5 separate regions of the Mus musculus genome follow, and regions 1, 2, 4 and 5 are each linked to region 3. Evidence: chromatin contacts called from public promoter capture Hi-C data. All regions are on one chromosome and are shown on one strand. Each heading gives the region's core, a stretch centred on a gene start, on an enhancer-like site or on the middle of the called end of the contact. The rest is flanking DNA. Distances are from core to core; before and after follow the strand shown.

Region 1 (3,631 bases), core at 812-3,311, 840 kb after region 3:
AGTTTGCACCGCCACGTATAGAGCACTGTAAGAGACTATGAACGCAAGCGGATGAGTCAAATGTCCTTGAAATGGCCTTAGATACTTTTCTTTCTTTTAATAGGTGAGGTTTCAATGATTTACATCGACCAAGAACCCGCAGCCTCGGTCTCTCGAATCGGATCCGACATCATCCAACACTTCAGTGTTAGAATTGCAAGCATGCGCTCTCCCGACCTGGGCAGGCACTTCGAAAAAATGATGACTAAAGACACACGTGAAGTACCAAGCGAAACTCACGTCCTTATGGGACAGTGACTCATCACAGTCTAATTCCATCCTGGCCACCAAGCAATAATGCACATTTCTAACTGGAAGTCAAGCAAACACCAACACTTTCACACTTGTGCCCATTTCTGACGAGTTACGTCAAGTGGCAACCAACACTTCCACTTAGCCTTGCCTCAGCTTCGAGTGGCACAAGGTAGGACCAACCACACCCTACCATAATGCACCAAGTGTACCCTCGGGCAAAGCCCGCCAAGTAGCTAAAGCCCGCCAAAAAAAAAATCACTGAAAGAAACCACTAGAGGGCAGGTCACATGACTTCCGCCATCTTAGACACATTCAAGAGCATGTGCCACCTCTCCAGGCTAACTCAGACATGAAGCTGACATGTGACACACAAAGCCCTTTGCGTTATACCGCACCAAGAACTTGAGCCGCCATCTTTTCCTGTACGACCTAAATGTCCTATAATCCATTGCTACACACCAGAACAAAGATTGGGCTGTCGAGCCTCGGGTGGAGCCCCCGAGCCGCCATTTTATAGACTTCTGAGCAGCCCTTAAAGCCACGGGGGACCGCGCCAGGGGTCCATATGCACACACACCCTGCCCAATCCCCACACCCACGCTGAGCCCTATCCCCTAGTCCTCTGCGGCTTCCGCGCAACACCGCACACTAATACGAGCACTCCTTGGCTTTCTACTTCCGGCTAGCACAACCCCGCAAATGCTACCACAAATCAAGGCGAATCCCGCAACCCCGCACATATAAAGAAAGCCTTTAGCTAGCGCAGCGCAATTGGTTGCTTTTATCCAGTCCGCTGTGCTCCTCGGTGTCCTAATTCTTGGCGTAACTGGCTCGAGAATAGCCGTATCACGCAGAAGCCATAATGGCGGACGCGGGCTCTCCACGCCCTGAACACCCACTCAGTTTAAGAGCAAAGTCGTTTTTCTAAGCCATAGGTTCACTCACACAGCACCAAACGATCAGCAGCAACAGTACACGCAAATAAGAGGCATAGATATTCCAGGTAGTGCAATAACTCACAAAACCATATTTCCATCCACCAAGCGCCCCGTTGGGCCGTGAAAAAAAAAATTTAAAGCAGGTATCCACAGCCCCGATGGGCAAAAGAAAAAGAAAAAAAAATAATAACAGCAGGTATCCGAGGCCCCGTTGGGCATGGGAAAAAAAGACTAAACGCAGGTATCCGAGGTCCCGATGGACCGAGAAAGGTTTTTTTGTTTTTTTTTTTTTTTTTACAAAAAGCAGGTATCCATGGCCCCGATGGGCTAAGGAGAAGAAAAAAAGAATAAAAGCAGGTATCCACAGCCCAGATGGGCAAGTTTAGAAAAAAAAATAATAAGAAAAAAAAAGAATGAAAAGGCAGGTAAGTATCCAAAACCCCGTTGGGCATGGAATGGCGGGGAGGACACACAGGTATCCGTGGCCCCGATGGGCAAGAATATATAAACAATGAAAGAAAGGTAAGTCCACCATACACACACAAGTATCAACCAAAAGGCACAACAAAGAAATATTCCTTAAAAATGAAAAATTGACTGAAAATATTACAAATATCAAAAAGTATGGAGGACATGTCAAAAAAAAAATCTTACCAGAACATATCAAAACGTCAAAAATCTCGTGGAATTTTGATATGTTTTCTTAAATAAGCCATAAGGCTTGGTGGTAGGGGAACTAAAAATGTTCCCCCAAAGCTCCTTAGATGGAGAGAAACCACGGAAGAACCGCACATCCACGGGAAACGAGCAAACATGGCTGGAGCAAGCCGTTGCACGCCTTTAACTGATCCGCGGCGCTGAAGGCGGAGAGACCAGAAGAGGAGTGGCCACAAAGATTGCAATTCTGACATCTTATTGGACCTTTAGGTCTAACTATATTATAAAAAAATTAAAATGAATAAAGATGGAGGTACGTAAGCTCAGTGACATGACGCGTGAATTTCATTATTTTGCGCGATAATGAAGGATTATCCTATTTTACAGCTAAAAACGTTTATGTAGAACTTCCACATAAACATTAAATAATGTACATTAGGTCACACACCTGTCTATGCAAAATTTCAATATATCTTCTACTTGGACAAACCATGTATCGCTCCGCGTCTTGGACACTAGAAGTTCTTCTGCATTAGTTGGCGACCTCAGATGAGGAGAGGAAAGGGTAGAAATGCCTCACAAAATGGCTCCTTGGTTCCTAAATTATCAGAGTATTAGTTGTGACCGATTTGGTGGGCTTACGCTCATAGTTTTGGGTCATTGGCATCTTAGTCTTTCTCTGGGAACCTGGTGACTCCATACCTTGGGACAAAAACGCACTGAAGTACGTTACTCGCTAGCAGTAATGAAAAATAATTCCTAAATGCCAAAGCAAAGCCTGAGGGAATAATAGCTCATTGGTATCTTACTCGCCCCAGAGACACTGCTAACTTAAAAGAACTGTCAAATTTTGTTAACTGTCAAACTATGAATATCCACATGAAAGAGATCAGACACCCTGGGTATTAGAAAATCAAAGGATATTGTTGTCTCGTTGATTCACGCTGACAAATAATTCACAGTCTGTTCTAAGTTCCCTTTAGGCGTCCCATGAATAATAAAGGACACAAAATTGGTTTGCTTATGGACGATCAAAGTGCCAGCAATTCACTAATCTTACTATTGAGGTGGTTCAGGTAGGGATGGAAAAATATCTGCTACAAAATAAACTGTTTCAACAAAAGAAAAACAAATTAACAAGTAAATAAATGATGCACACAGACTGAATAAACCAGCAGGTGGCAGCATGAATCTTTCCAAGGCATCTGAAGCCAAACTTGGAGTGCAAAAGGATTCCTATCTGAATTGAGAAGTAAAGGTTACTTTGTCTAACTTTAGTTGACAGAGCGATCAGGATCAGAGTAACAAGCACACCAAAAGCATCACCAGTGAGAAGTCACATAGGACATATTAGGGAAAAAAGACCCAAGGAAGGGCTCTTCACAGCTAAGAGCACCTGGCTCCACGATGGATATGGCTTTGTATAAACGAGAACTTCTAAATGAGCTGTACAAAGAGAATTTAGAACTTGCGAGGTACTGGTCACAGATTATGCAAGCCAGTGTATCATTTTTGTGGGGATGCTAGAGAGAATCATCAAATTAAAGAGTTAAATTTAGTCTCTGTGTTTTACTTAGTCCCAATTCTTGCAAACCTCATCATTCTTTCTCACACCGTGTACATCAAGGTATGTCAGGTTTCGGGGACACTTTTTAGTCTTATCACAAGAAAGCATGAAGGGATATGTGCTAAAACTCAGTTCCTGGGCTGGAGAGATAGCTCAGTGGTTAGGAGTGCTGACT
Region 2 (3,377 bases), core at 818-3,317, 540 kb after region 3:
GGGGAAAATAGCAAAGCACTCTTAGGTAGGTTTCCAATATTTTCTTTGCAAACAAATAATCTCATTTAGCACTTCTAATAATATTCACAGCCACAGATTAATAGATACATGGCACAAGGACTTCAGAAGGGTTATACTACAGACTATTAATGTCTTAATCATTTATCACAGTCTACATGTCTTGAAAACATCATACCACTACAATGCAAGGTCAGATTAATTAGTATTTGAATTTTTAAACTGGCATGACAGGAAAAAATGCAGAACACAAGACAATATTAACTGCTTATGTCTTCAGTAACTGCATGTAGAGCAGTTAGTTTCAAAAGCATCTACTCTGTTTTAACGATCAATATCTTCTACTAATGCCTCAAGATTTTTGCAACAGGCTTTAACCTCTTCAATTGCAGCCATCCAATCATCATAAATAATTTTGTCATATATTTCGTCATTAACTTCCCTAACTACACCCTCCTGCTGAGATTCAAGTGCATCTCCTGAGAAAAATAACACTGATCTTGGAATTATGTAAGTACGCAGATTATGACCAAGTAAAAAATCATCATTTTCATCCCCTCCATTTAAGCTGATCCCATGAGGAGAGAAGAAATTGAAGAAAGAGTCCTTGGGAAAATCTTCAGTCACAGTTCGGACAGTTCCCCAGACGCGATGTCTCTGCTTCTTCTTGATGGTTCTCAAAGTGACATTCTTCCCTTCGTTCCAATCTATGTCGCAGCCAGTGGCGTACTCAATGGCAGTTCCCCTATAAGGGTGGGGATCGTAGCATGCAAGCTTTGACTTCAGCACATAAGTCTTTGTCAACAGCTCATTTTTAAAATATTCATTGGGCTTGAAGTGAAATTCGAGTGTGAAGCTGAGAGGCTCCCCGGGATCCGAAAGCTTCACTTTAATATCTGTCAGCAGCTTCAGAATAGGCTCATCATATTTCTTAATCATAGGAGTGAGTGCTTCAACATTTTTTAAAACAGTCAACCAAAAATCCGGAATCCCCTTAGGATCCTCTTCGTTAACCTCTTCTCCTCCGGTGGCCCCAGCGCTGTCATCTTCCTCCTCCTCTTCTTCCTCGTCATCATAATCATAATAACAGTCCTCATAACCATCATCTTCATCCACGTATTCATGCACCATACCGTCTTCGTTGCCGTTAGTCTCTTCCTCCTCATCCATCTCCTCCTCAAAATAGTCCTCACAGTCCGATTTATACTCACATTCCTCTTCTGTGGGCTCATAGACTGCATTGATGATCTGTCGTCTTTTTTCTAGTAAGGGTTGGTACATTTCAGCAAACTTCCTTTCAATGTCATGAAATTCCCTCAGGAATTTGGATTCCAAATGGGCAGCTCTTGTTTGAAGCTTTTTAAGAGCTAGCACTCGGCACTTAACTTTCACTGGGAGACTTTCAACGAAATCGGTATCTAAAAGATAACCGATAAGTCCTTTTGGACGGTCTGAGTCTGAGTCCTCATCAGTGCCTCCGCACTTCCCAGCATCTTCCCCAGACCCTGCAGCAGCTTCTTCACCTTTTCCCTCTTCCCCTACTCCAGCAGCCACGGTTTCTTCACCATGTTGCCCGCCATCTCCAGGCTCAATGGAGACACCTTCACTGCGGTCCTGACTTTCCCCGGGCCCCTCCGCCATTACCTGGCTGCCAAGCTCTTCTTGGTTGGATTCAGACAGTTCTTTATGGTCGACTGATTCAGCCATTGTTTTCAAACGATCGCCTGCACTTATGGTGGCTAAGCCCGCAGATCAGGAGACCTGACCTCCGCAGGAAGACTCACCAATACAGCAGATGCGCGATGATCTGGCAGAGATGAACCAAGAGGCGGCGGCGGCTGCACTGATGGCAGGCAGCAAGCAGTGGGGATAAAAGACGGTGCTGAAGCTGGGATAGCAGAATTGAAACCGGCTGTCTGGGCGGAGACTCTAGGCCCTGAAGGAACAGGCTAGAGACTGCAGAGAGCCGCAGTGGGCAGACCTCCGCAAGCAGCTGCTCCAGCCACTCGGGGGCGGAGGGATGGAGGAACTGGTGCCGCAGTATGATTACGCAGTTGTCTCTCAGCTCTTTTTTTTTAAGTGTATGCAGGTTGCTGCGTCACCCCTTCCCTCCCAGGACTCTTCTCTAATCTCATTTGCCAGGCTGCAGTGATTGACAAATCCTGAGCCAGTAAATTAGTAGATGAATCAAAATTTCAACACCTCTTGCCTTCCCAGATTCTCTAATATGGCTGATTCCTCCACCTATGGCTCATCTTCCACCCTATAGCCTGTGGAATTTTGCAGAAATGCAGTATCATTCATTCCGTTTTCAACTGATACTATATGTTCATAATTTCAAAAGAGCTATATGGAAACAGTGACAAGGAATGAAAAAAATGGGCAAGGTACTGGATTGTCTTTAGTCTATCCCTTTGGTTATAACCTGAGGCTCTGGGAAAGAGAGGAGGGTAGTGGAGGAGCCCACAAAGAGATCCTTTGAGGTTTAAAATTACCAAAAATAAGCATAGGTGGCCTTTGGATGATGTAACTGACAGTGGTTTAAATATTCTGTACCCTGGTTTCTGTAATTTTCACAACCTGTGTGATTTTAAATGGGAAAATTCTCATAATATTTCCTGATGAGGAAGAGATGACGGATGACTAAAGTGTGGGGGGAGGGGTGTTGAAGCCTTTTGTAAAAGAGCCAGCTATATGACTAGTGAGCGTATAGGATAATACCCCAGTCCTAAACTGTCTTTCCACTTTCCCTTATGTGATGTTGTTTTAGCCTGTAATCACAGCACTGAGATGGAAAATCAGAAGTTCAGGAGTAGCCTCCACATATAGCAGTTCTGGGTTAGCTTGGACTACATGAAATTTTGTCTTAAAAACCCAAAAACAAAACAAACAAAAGGAAAGCCATTAGGAATTTTACAAAGAAAAACCAAATATAAAGTACTATTTTGTTTTTTAAAATCACAGAATTTGCTTGACATTTTGAAGTTTATTGGAAATAATAAAAATATTAGCACTAAAGAGAGAGTTAAATATATGATAGAAGATTCATGCAATAGAAGACTATGCAGTAAATTAAAATTTCCTCTAGGAAAGGGGCAGTAAGATATCTTGGTGGGTGAAGGTGCTTGTTGTATAAACCTGGAAAATGCTAAAGCCATGCAAATGTTGAAGGAGAGAACTGACTCTGTCCAGTTGCACCCTGGCTGCCACACATGTTCCTTAGAACTCACCTTGATGACACCCATCCAATAATAAAGAAATTTTTCAAAATTTGTTTTTAAAGATGACCAGTATCATTAGTTATGTAAATATAAGTCAAAATCATAACTAGATACTATTTCATACCGATTGAGATAGCT
Region 3 (3,508 bases), core at 598-3,097:
AGAGAGAGGACAGGCAACTAACCTCAGAATGTTAAAGGGAACAAAATCTAGGGAATATTTTACTTAGAAACTTTAGTCTTTCTCCTACTTCCCCATTCTCAAATTTTCGACCTTTCTTCTCTTTTAACCAGTTGCAGGTAGATACTATCCCCCAGCTTTACTGAGTTATAACTGACAATAAAAGCTGTACATATTTACTGTATACAACATGACGATTTGATACATACATGAATGTACTGTGAAATGACAATCAAGTTAATACATCTATTACCTCACTTTTTGATAGGAGGGATCTCCTCTCTCAGCAAGTTTCAACTATATATATATATATAATAAAGTAGTATGGACTAGTCAGTGTGCTGCTACTGCTGCTAATCAGCATTGCAGAACATATTTATATGAGATGAGAAAGTTTCTTCTATTTCCATGCACTATCTTAAGAATAAGGAAAGAGCTGGCTGAAAGCTTACAAGTCCAAAACACAGGTATTATTAAAATAAAGGCATTATTAGGGGTATTATCAAATGTAGTACTAAGGATGCCACTAAGTGCATTTTAAAAGAAAAATAAATATAAAAGTTAAATTCAACTAGCAACGAAAAGTCTGAAGTAAAGGAGTAGGAAAGAAATCTAGAAATATATACAGCCAGGTGCAGTGCCTTATAGCCTATAATTCTCCAGACTGACGCTCCTTCGAGGCCAGCTACATAGTGAGTTTCAGGCCATCGTGGGCTACAAAGACAGACTTGGTTTCAAAAACCAACAACTCCAAAGAGCACATATAAACCAGGTGCAGTGGCGCATACCTGTTACCCCAGCAATGGGGAGATGAAGCTCGAGGATGGGGAGTTTGAGGTCAGCATGGGCTACAAGGTAAAATCCTCTCAACAAAGGAAGAAATAAAACAACAACGGCTTAGGAAACAAACAAAAAAACCCACTGGCTTGTGGTCTGTTGTCCAAACTGTGAAGGCTATGGCAGGAAAATCCCAAGTTCAAGGCCAGCCTGAGCCACTGTGCAAAACTGTTTAAAAGTATGTACAAAGTGCCTTGACCTTCACAGTAGTCTAAGGTCTCTTAGGATGCTCTATGTTCTCATACATCTTTGGGGAAGTGGAGTGGAAGTAGATGGCCCAAACCTGGGGTGAGGGCAATAAAAAAGTGTTATTTCTTGAAACTCTGTCCCTGGAATCCTGCCATAGTTGGGAGGGTGGGGAGTTGGGGGAAGGGGTGGCATTCTGTCTGAGCTCAGAAACCATCACTCTGGAATCACTGCAGAGGGGTCGAGGGTGGGGGATTGTGATTCTCCATGCCACACTTTGATTTTACTCCAAGTTCAACATGCAACTTTCCTTCGGGATCCTTTAAGGTCTCTCCAGAGACAAATGCGTTCAGGGTTCACCCAGAGTCAGTGTCCGGAGCTCACACTTCACCCTTACCTACACTTACCTGATGGCACAGGATGGTCTGATGCACCAGCCGAGCATAGCCGTCCAGGCGGACTCCCGAGTTACTGCGGCTCCTCATGGTGCCACGTCCCTAATCCCCCACTGCACACACGGGAAGCTCGGACGCCAGGCCTACGGAAACCTTCTAAACGCTCCCTTGCTCGTGTGGCCAATGGTTCCCGCGCGTCACCTGGTTCCGGCGGCCTCAGAGTCCACTTCAGGCCGCGGCTCAGCCTCCCGCGGTCTAGGCTTCGGCCGGCAAAGACCCCGTCTCCACTCAGTCTCCCGTGGTCCCCGGGTGGCGCACCGGCATCCTCCGCTTGACTGAAGGAGACCGGGGCGGCCCTGAGACTGAAGGCCGGCGACAGCAGCGGGTCAGCGCCCCGGGTGCCGCCTCCCTTGGCGAGCGTGCGGGGGCGGGGCGTGGGTCCTGCAGCTGCGCGCTACGCCCACGGGCCAGTAGCCCGCCACCCTCCGCCCAGAATGTGTCGCCCGAGGCGCTGTGCTCTCCCCGCCCCCCCGGGGGAGTTATTTTCGAAACACTACAAGTGACTATTTTAATTTTGCACGGTTGTGCGCACAGGCTGTTGCTCTTACTTCTGAAGGACTAGTTTTAGGAACCCTCAGGAACTCTTCAAAACTGAGAGACTGGGACTGAACGATTCCATTTCCGGATCTTCAGGAGCAAAAAGTCGGATTAAGCGCCACACTCTGAAACCAACCAACCAACCAACCAACCAAATAAACACACAAACAAAAACCCCCAGCTCCCTAAGGAGTTCTTTAGCTCCTCCTTAAAGATGCGCGAATCCGCAGCGGTTAGGGAGCTTTGAGGAAGCAAGTGTCAGGCAGGCTGAGAGCAGAATAGGGAGCCAAGCAGTGGCTGAGGGTGCTCTTGATGGGACAGCTGACAGTGGGAGTTATCTGCTTTGGAAAGCTTCCTCGTAAAGTATAGGTGACTAGGCCCAAAGAACAAACATTCAGCTGAAATTAAAGTGACTGAGGAGGGCTGGGGAAGAAGGCTGCCGAGGATACAGTGAGGAGCTTGAGGAATCTGCCTCTGGCAGGCGGTCCCCAAAGGGCTTATGCTTCCGAGCTCTACTGTCCCAACCCCTAACCTTTACTCATAGCCCTCCCAAACTTCTTCTGGGCTCAGCAGGAGTACCACCTGCTTTCTGATTTGCCGGGTAAGAGAATAAGACTGTCTCTTGACCTTTCAAGTTCTAAATCTAAGCCTTCCTTGGCCACCTCACTCTGCCCACAGTGATTTTGCATTTTCGTTCTATTTTTTTTTTCCTCTCCTAAGTTTCTTCTCTTCTTACAAGCTGCCTCTGCGCCACTGCCACCTTTGTCTCTGCTGCAGCTTCTTCCTCAGGCAGTATAGCGTATAGTCAGGCACCTTGGAAGGTGACTAGTGAATATCTGATAATGGTGATGAAAGGTGAGTGCTCAAGTGCTCAGGTTGAACAGCCAGTCAATGATGCAGTTCAACACAGTGGCACGGACTTCTCCAGCAAATAGTTTCCCATTGCAGTCACAACCTACGCAAATGCGATGGCTGGCCAGTACAGCACTTCATGTCCTTAGTACACTGGGAAAGGGAGTTCGGTTTGGAGAGAACACCCTCCTGCCTATGCCCCTAACTCCCTGATATCTTGCCCTCACTCAGACTATAGGCTCAGAAACCTTTTTCTCTACCCTGGTCCCCTTCAAGTGTCTGTCGTCTAGTTTTTCTTCACCTTGATATTTAAGCACATTTTCAAACATTAAAGTAGTATATGATCATTAAAGAAAAATTGCAAAATACAAAAAGGTGAAATAAAATATTGAAATCATAATTCCCCACACCACTATCTTCTTTCTACTCTTTATATTCCTTATGCATAGACCTCCCTTCACCTCATGATAGCATGACTGGATTAGGAATGGCAGAGGTGTGGCATCACTAAGAATGATAGCTAGCTGGCTATCAGCAGACCCTGTTGGCTGGCATTGCCCTGGTGCTTTTATCCTTGGTCCAATTTAGACTTTCAGTCTTGTAGTCTTAGAAACTTGATCTGC
Region 4 (3,642 bases), core at 402-2,901, 790 kb after region 3:
TGGCATCATGAATTGAGTTAGATAGCATCCCTTCTGCTTCGGCTCTTGAGAGATTTTAAGCATTGACTGATTGTAAGGTCTCCTTTTGCAAACGTGATTTGAGTTTGTTATTGGTGTAGCTTAGTTTCATCAGCTTCTTAAAAAAAATTTTTTTTCAAGAAAAACAGCATTTTAAAATTTTGTATTTACGCTCGAGCCTTTGTCATTTCTGTTTTCTGCCAAGGTTTTCCTGCAGGTGGTGGTGACTCAGAGATTCCTTCCTTAGGAATGCGCATCTGTAACTCCCCCCACCCCCCAATACACACACCTTTGTGCGGCTTTAGCTTCATTCATTCCATTAGGTTTTAGGTATTATCTTGTATCTTTATCCCATTTCCAGTTGTCTCCTGATACATTCTGCTTGTCTGGCATTGTTTGTCTCTTTATTGGTAGAGGGAGATTCTCCCCACGCATTCCAGGCAGCCTTTGAGCTTCTGATCCTCCTCAGCCTTCCAGATTTGGGGGATTGCAGAGATGCACCGCCAATGACAAGCAAAATCCCTAACTAAATCCCTTCCCCTCACACCCCATTTGTTCTTCTGGAGTGTGCTCTGAAGTGTTAGCTTCCAAATCTTTATGAATGCTCACTTCTTAATGCTATTGATTTTGAGCATCGGTTGTGTTGATGGTGTTGGTCTCCTATTCATGCATGTTGTCTCCGATCAATGACTTCTCTGCCCGTGAAACGAGACTATTCAAGTCCGATTGCATTAAAGGTAGGCTTATTGGGGAACTGCTCTCGGGGAGTTCACTGGCTTCAAGGATTGAGGAGTTGCCATGGGGAGAGGGGAGAGGAGAAAAGGGAAGAAGGGGTGCGCTCGTGCAGAGAGGAGAAGGGTGGGGCGCAAAATGTCTAGATAACATTGGAAAGAACGTCTTGTGGAAGGGCAGCTAAGCCCCTGAACTGGAAAGTTCAAGGTTGGGAACAAGGTATATCAGGCAGGGACTGAACGCTGCTAGTAGAACCTGGAAGCCAGGTCTGCATTGATATGTAAAATAAGCACTTCTGTCCCTTGTCCGGGGGTCAAAACCAGTCTACCGTTTTGTTTTGTTTTAGCACTTTTACCATGTTAATCATAATTAGATGTACCATCTAATCCTTGCAGATGTCTACCACGCCTGAATTTGGTTCTGATCTGTATTTTCTAGCTGAGATTTTTTTGTTTTAGTAAGCTTTACATACAGTGTTTGATGTGGTTGAAAATGAGGGCTATACCATGTGTCCACTGTTTGATACAGCCAGAGGGATCCCAGGTTGGAGAATGTTCCAAGTGTCTTTATTTTTCCTAATTTGTTGCTTTGGTTGCTCTAGAGACTTCTTGAATTAGTTCTGAGTTGTATGACACGTTATTGTATTTCTCTGATATTACAGGAGGCCTTGATGGTGGCAGGGTGTTCATTAGCTGTATCTATGCCACTCAACTGTGGTCATCACAGCGATTCTTCTTGGGTCTTGTACAGTTTTCCTTCCCGTCGGTTAAGCAGAAGCGTGGTGGGCTAGAATTGGGCTTTTTTTTCCCTCCCTTCAGGTCGGTTTGAGTCTTATGAAAGCTAAGGTGGGGCAATGTTCGAGCTCAGGAGTTGCATGTCAGCCTGGGGATTAAGGGACTCAGTTACTTGAATTTCTAATGAGTCACGTTTGTCTGAGGCTGAAGCTAGGAGAGCAGACTGCTATGGGGGTGTTTCAGAATGCTTCCTTTTCTCTTTCTGTTCCAATCCCTATGGAGATCATTTTCACTAAAAAACATGCTCTAGGGCTCCTATGAAGAAAAGTCACAAAAGTGTATTGCTCGCTGGATATAGCCTGGATTATCTTATTATTAAATTTATTCAAACAAACCTTCCAAGAAAGCGTCAGTTTGTTTTCCTGTGTTCACACTGTCTGTGGACAGGAGCTGTTTTCTCACTCATCAGCAAGTCGCTGCTCTCTCTAAGAGACTTTGTAATTTGGGGAATGTTATTTCCCTGATAGAGTCGAAGAAATTGTTCATTTTATTCAATTTTTTTTGTGATGCTAAAAATGATGGCTTTGGCCTGGTGTGGTGGTTTTTTTAATGGTGTTTTTGTTTTTTAATAACACACTGGGTCCCGTTTGTGCCAACCAACCATATATGCATGGAGATGGGGTCATCCATTGCAGGTTGATGGATCTATCAGAGGGCCACACCATTAACTCCCAATGGCTCCTCAGCGGTAGATCGAGTACCTCCCCTAGTATTGGAATCACAGCTGCTGTGAGCTCCTGAGCACCGGTCCTGTCACTGCTGCTTAACCCCCAGCCCAGATGGCCCCTGTCTTAAGTGATTTTCTCTGAGGTTTGCATGTAACTGTGTGATATAGATGCTCCATTTAGAACTGAGCACCCTTCACACTCTACAGATACTATTCTCTCCATTTTGACCACATCAAAGCCCTGGTCACTACACAAAGAAGTGTCTCTGGGGAGGTCTGAGAGCTACCCTAATCCATGGGTCTAGAAGTATTCATTTAAAAGATCATTTATTTGTTCGTTTCTTTATTTACTTAATGTATATGTGTTCTCTGTCTTCATGGACAATGAAAGAGGAAATTAGATCCCATTGTAGATGGTTGTGGGCCACCATGTGCTTTGAGCCACCATGTGGTTGCTAGGAATTGCATTCAGGTGCTCTGGAAGAGCAAGCAGCCAGTGCTCTCAACCACTGAGCCAGCCTCTCCCGTTGGAGGTCTGTATTTAGAGAGGAGTTAGACGATGTGTCTGATAAGCAAAATAATAATGGATGGTCCACCACTATCACCCCAAGGGTCTTTGAGTGTCCAAGTTGTGGGTTCTTGGTCAGATTTACAGCACCCATTTTTTTTAACTGTCTTTTTAATGTTTCTTTTATGTCAGTATTTACAAGTATAAATTTCCTATTACAACTATTACTCCATGCTACAACTTCTGGTCTGCTGCTACTTTGAGATGCTTTTATCCATCTTCATATTTTATAATTTCCCTTCTTTCATTCTTTGGATGTTTAGGCAAATTGTATTTCGATGCATTTGTGAATTTTCCCTATATCTTTTTGCTTTTATTTCTAGTATAATTCTATGTGGTTAAGTTCTTTTTTTATTTTTAAATTTGTTTTTGAGAATTTATGAGAGCTATATTCATATTGTTTTCCCTAGAGGTATGTGTATAAAGATCATTTATTTACTTGTTTATTTACTCAATCTATATGTGTTCTCTGTCTTCATGGACAATGAAAGAGAGAATCAGATGCCATTATAGAGGGTTGCGGGCTACCATGTGCTATGAGCTAGCATATGGTTGCTGTATACATGTATATATGTATACATGTGTGTGATGTGTTACAACTTGCTGTGTTTCAATTCAACCTTTTAATATTTATCGAGGACCTCTGACAAGAAGCTGTGGGACTGTTGGAATGAGTTTCCCTAAGAGTGAAAAAAGAAACATATGTAAACAAAATAGAACGGAGCTAACAGCCCAAAAATGTATCCATGCTAATCCAGTCTGATTTGAAATGCCTTTAATTGGAGTTACATATAAACTATAGTATAGATCACTGCAGAGGACTGCATCCATCTAAAGTCATCCAAGGTACTACAAATATTTGT
Region 5 (3,576 bases), core at 31-2,530, 570 kb before region 3:
TGGAGGCGACAGTCATCCCAAGACAAGAACTGGGCCAAGAACTGAAAAGCATCTGCATAGCTGCCCAGGGTACAGTTTCCCTGCTTGAGCTTGCGTATGGCCTTTTTAGCCACGCGTGAGGGGATGGGGCCACAGAATTCCTTACGGATTTCATCCAGGAAGCGCGGGAAGTTGGCATGCAAGGAGCTTCCTTCCTGAGTGACTGAGATAGCCCAGTCTCTCGCTTCCCCTGTGAAAAAGGAGATGAGAAATGCCACCCGTTCCGCGCCCCCAGGGAAGTGATCCTCGTGATCTGCTATGAAAGTCTCTAGCTGCATCAGAAATTCAGCCAGGTACACTGGGTCGCCTGAAAAGGGTTCTATGTCTGGCCGCTCCAGCGGTGGCAAAAGGAACTCAAAGGTTGGCTCCTTTAACATGGGGGAGTGCAGTTCCGGCTGGGACGGGCTGGGTGACAGAGGAGGGTCACTGGACCCGTCGGGGTTGGTATAGTCCTGGACCACATTAATCAAAAGATCATCTGAGACGTACTCGGGATCTGTGCGTGGAGGAGGCCAGCACAGGAAAGGCACCTCCTCCTCCTCCTCTTCCTCCTCCTCAGGAGTGGGATCAGTCTCATTGAGCAGGAACTCAAAGTTCTCCTCGGCAAGGACCGGTACTATGGGCATGGGCCAGCGGATGTAGCTCGAGACATTGCCCCGCAAGGAATTAACCTCGGCCAAGGCTCTTCCGAGCTGCAGGCCCAGCTGGACATTCTCTCCTCGAAGGGCATTTAACTCCTCTCGCAGGGCCACATTCGCCAAGCGGAGGCTATTGAGATTTCCCGCCGCTTCAGACATTGTGACAAGTTCCTGGGGCTTTGAGTGCTGGGCACTTGGGGGTAGGGAGTTATGGGGAGTGCAGGAGGAGGCAGAAATGAGGAGGTGGGCGTGGGAGGAGACCAACGTGCGGCGACAGGGCGACCCGGCGCAAGCGAGCCCGGGCCACACCCACAGGGGCTCGGTCCGGGACGCGTTACCTCGTGGCAGGGGTCGGAGAGAGAGCAGGCAGCAGCTCGGGACCTGGAGGCGGCAGGCGCAGGAGACAGACGAGACGCTGGCAGAGGTGACGCCAACAGAGGCAGGCAGAGTAGGAGGGAAGGGACTGCGGCAGGATCTGTCGAGGAAAAATCTTGCAGACAGCGATCCCTCTCGCCTTTTAAGCTCAGCTACGCGCGCCCCCCGCAGGGGCGGGCCTTCGGGAACCGAGGGAGCCCACTGGCTCCCGCGGCTGCGCTCTCACTCACTCTCTCCTTCCCTAGCTGCAGCTAACTCGGGTCGGGAAAATGCGACAGCGACTGCCCACTCGAGGTCGTCATGGCGACAGCCAGTGAACGTGTTCCTCTCCTCGGGCAGGCCCCCGAGTGTAGAGGAACTGCTTCGCGAGGCGCAGCTCAATCTCCAGAGCCTGTTGCAAGGTACTGCGAGGGTGGGGGGCTGCCTTAGAGGCAGCTGCGCAGCAGGAGGGAGGCAAAGAAGAAATGGGGAGCAGCAAAAGAAAAGAAAACAGTTCCAAACCATCTCTCTTTTCACCTTCCAGACTGATGATGCTAACATTCTGTTTCCAGTGCTGTTGCTCCCTTCCTCCCTCCCTTTTTGGTTCAGTAGTCCATAAAGGGAGAAAGGATACAGGCTGAGACAGGGTAGTGGTCAAGCAATTCACGGAGAAGGAAATGGGAGACTCCCTCAATGGGGACCCACATTCCTTCCAGCCCTCCTGTTATATAGCCCATGCCTTGGGATGCTGGCACCAGAAAACAAAGGGGTTTCTCCTTACCTGGACTTCACACACTCTGCTCTTGTAATAACCTCCCAACCACAATGAGCTCCTCCATATATCTCTCCAAGCTGAGGATGTAGCTTAGTGGTAGCATGTGCAAGGCCCAAGCTTCTATGTCCAGCACCACAAAAAAAAAAAAAAAGCCATCTCTTGTACCTTTGAGTTTCTCTTACTACTTGAGTTTTTCAGAGACACTGGACACAGGGCTGAATTCCCCCAGGAGGTGCCCAATGGATACGAAATGTACAAAATATCTTGTCAGTTCTTATATCTCCGTGCCAGCATATATTAATCCCAGTGCAGAACAGAAAACATCTGATGGGCCTCCCAAGGGGGATACAGTGGAAACCCCCAGCTCCCCGAAAAGGGCAGTAGTGACCTTAGAGAAGCAAGATGCTAAGAGATAATCATGAGCCCTGTGTCCAACAAGGAAGAGCTACCATGCAAGAGGGGGAGGGGAGTGAATGTGCTAGTTTAGCAAAGGTAGAATTAGGACCAGGAAGCAGAAACTCAGAGAGAGGCAGACCTCCACCTCCAGACAAAGAAAAACTTTTCCAACATGCCCAGGGGCCACAGTTCAAAGGGAAGAGTGCTCTTTGGGTATCTGCCCTGAGACTTAAGAGCACCTGGAAGGGCTTCTGAAGAGGGAATCGGAGCAGAGAGCGCAGACATTGCTGCAGAGAATCAGCCCTGAGAGCAGCCTCAGCACCAGATTCAGAGCACACAGAGCCTGGAATGTCCATTCTGACCTCTCACTTTCTGCATGTCATCTAAGCCATGGCTTTGGTCAGGCCCGTTCACATCTTACACATACTTCCGTCATCATGTGTCCATGAACTTGGCTGTCTTCTATGCCACCACCTTCGGTTTCCTGACTTTTAGCCTCCCTAGACCTGACCCCACCCACAGTGGAACCAGACCTAGAAAACATCAATCGTGAGTTCTTGCGGCCAGGTATGGCGGCACAAGCCTGTATGTAACTCCAGCACTCAAGAGACTGAGGCAGGAGGATCTTGAGTTCTGAAGCCAGCCTGGGCTACATGTAAAACTTTGTCTCAAAGAAAAACAAAGCAAACATAAGTTCTTGCAATCCAAGGCAGGGTTCCAGACTGGACTTCTCAGTGTGGTTCTCTTCCGGCTTCATGCACATTGCTCCTGAGCAGTGCTGGAGAACAGCTGAAGAGCTGCAGAGCCTCAGAGAATGGAACTTTAGCAAAGGATGTCCTAGGTGTGGGCTTCCAGTTGAGCACTTAAGGTGGGGACCACTAAGAGAAAGCTTGGTCCCCAAAGCAGCACAGCTTGGATTTACTGACTTTCTTTCTTCCTCTACTCTCATGGTCCTGGAAACCAAGCCCTTTTCCATTTCTGAATCCAATGGCCAGGAAATAGCTCAAAGAAGCCATCGAGTCAGCCTGGGCAGCTTGGTGTGGGAGACTGGCTCATGGTCCTTCCCTAGCCTGGCACCTGGCTGAGGCCCCCTAGAGTGTGTCTCCACTATGCTGTCTTTCAGAAGAATATGAGGAACAGTATTCGGAGGCCAGACTTCTGGGGCAGACCTTCCGCTCTTCTGATGGGGCCCCTGAGCCTACTCCCAGCCCAAGGCCCCAGTCTGCCAAGCGTCTGGAGTTTGTACTGATGGTGAGTTGCCTCTGCCCCAACCTGGGAGAGCCAGCGTGCACCCACCGACAGGGGATCTTGAACTGTTTACGTGACACCCCCACCCCTGGAAGCTGCTGTTCATCACTGCTCACTAGCAGGGCT

The links. Promoter capture Hi-C pulls out the DNA fragments that hold promoters and counts their contacts.
Region 1: a promoter capture Hi-C map of embryonic stem cells shows a contact between it and region 3, with 2.3 times the contacts expected there. The contact joins the promoter of Xist here to the promoter of Phka1 in region 3. A contact is called at or near these places in 2 of 39 promoter capture datasets (embryonic stem cells and liver).
Region 2: a contact with region 3 is called in a promoter capture Hi-C map of the 3T3-L1 cell line, with 2.4 times the contacts expected there. The contact joins the promoter of Nap1l2 here to the promoter of Phka1 in region 3. A contact is called at or near these places in 3 of 39 promoter capture datasets (the 3T3-L1 cell line, cranial neural crest and stem cell-derived epiblast-like cells).
Region 4: a promoter capture Hi-C map of embryonic stem cells shows a contact between it and region 3, with 3 times the contacts expected there. The contact joins the enhancer-like site here to the promoter of Phka1 in region 3. A contact is called at or near these places in 4 of 39 promoter capture datasets (the 3T3-L1 cell line, embryonic stem cells, hippocampal neurons and 1 more), 1 of 484 Hi-C or Micro-C datasets (embryonic stem cells) and 1 of 115 datasets of contacts at active chromatin or transcription factors (stem cell-derived neural progenitor cells).
Region 5: a promoter capture Hi-C map of pre-B cells shows a contact between it and region 3, with 5 times the contacts expected there. The contact joins the promoter of Rtl5 here to the promoter of Phka1 in region 3. A contact is called at or near these places in 3 of 39 promoter capture datasets (the C10 cell line, pre-B cells and stem cell-derived epiblast-like cells) and 1 of 115 datasets of contacts at active chromatin or transcription factors (large pre-B cells).

What each region holds. Positions count from the first base shown.
Region 1 is chrX:103,481,172-103,484,802 of GRCm38.p6, forward strand. Xist (inactive X specific transcripts) reads right to left here and starts at 2,062. Exons shown (of 8, transcript NR_001570.2): 1 at 1-2,062. It also overlaps Tsix.
Region 2 is chrX:103,184,586-103,187,962 of GRCm38.p6, forward strand. Nap1l2 (nucleosome assembly protein 1-like 2) reads right to left here and starts at 2,068. Exons shown (of 1, transcript NM_008671.3): 1 at 1-2,068. The coding sequence starts at 1,725. The coding sequence ends at 343. The region is part of intron 5 of 4930519F16Rik (RIKEN cDNA 4930519F16 gene); the gene reads right to left.
Region 3 is chrX:102,642,399-102,645,906 of GRCm38.p6, forward strand. Phka1 (phosphorylase kinase alpha 1) reads right to left here and starts at 1,848. Exons shown (of 33, transcript NM_008832.2): 1 at 1,449-1,848. The coding sequence starts at 1,526.
Region 4 is chrX:103,437,295-103,440,936 of GRCm38.p6, forward strand. It overlaps Tsix. Among named protein-coding and RNA genes, the nearest start is that of Tsx, 25 kb to the left of the region's middle. Within about 2 kb of position 1,652, at least 8 of the 459 cell types and tissues checked have an H3K27ac peak or open chromatin away from gene starts, as enhancers often do. A contact at or near this core is called in embryonic stem cells, where this site is marked.
Region 5 is chrX:102,070,027-102,073,602 of GRCm38.p6, forward strand. It overlaps Rtl5 (retrotransposon Gag like 5), which reads right to left and starts at 1,281. Exons shown (of 2, transcript NM_001278534.1): 1 at 1-1,281. The coding sequence starts at 836. It overlaps Nhsl2 (NHS-like 2), which reads left to right. Exons shown (of 8, transcript NM_001163610.1): 2 at 1,298-1,453; 3 at 3,326-3,453.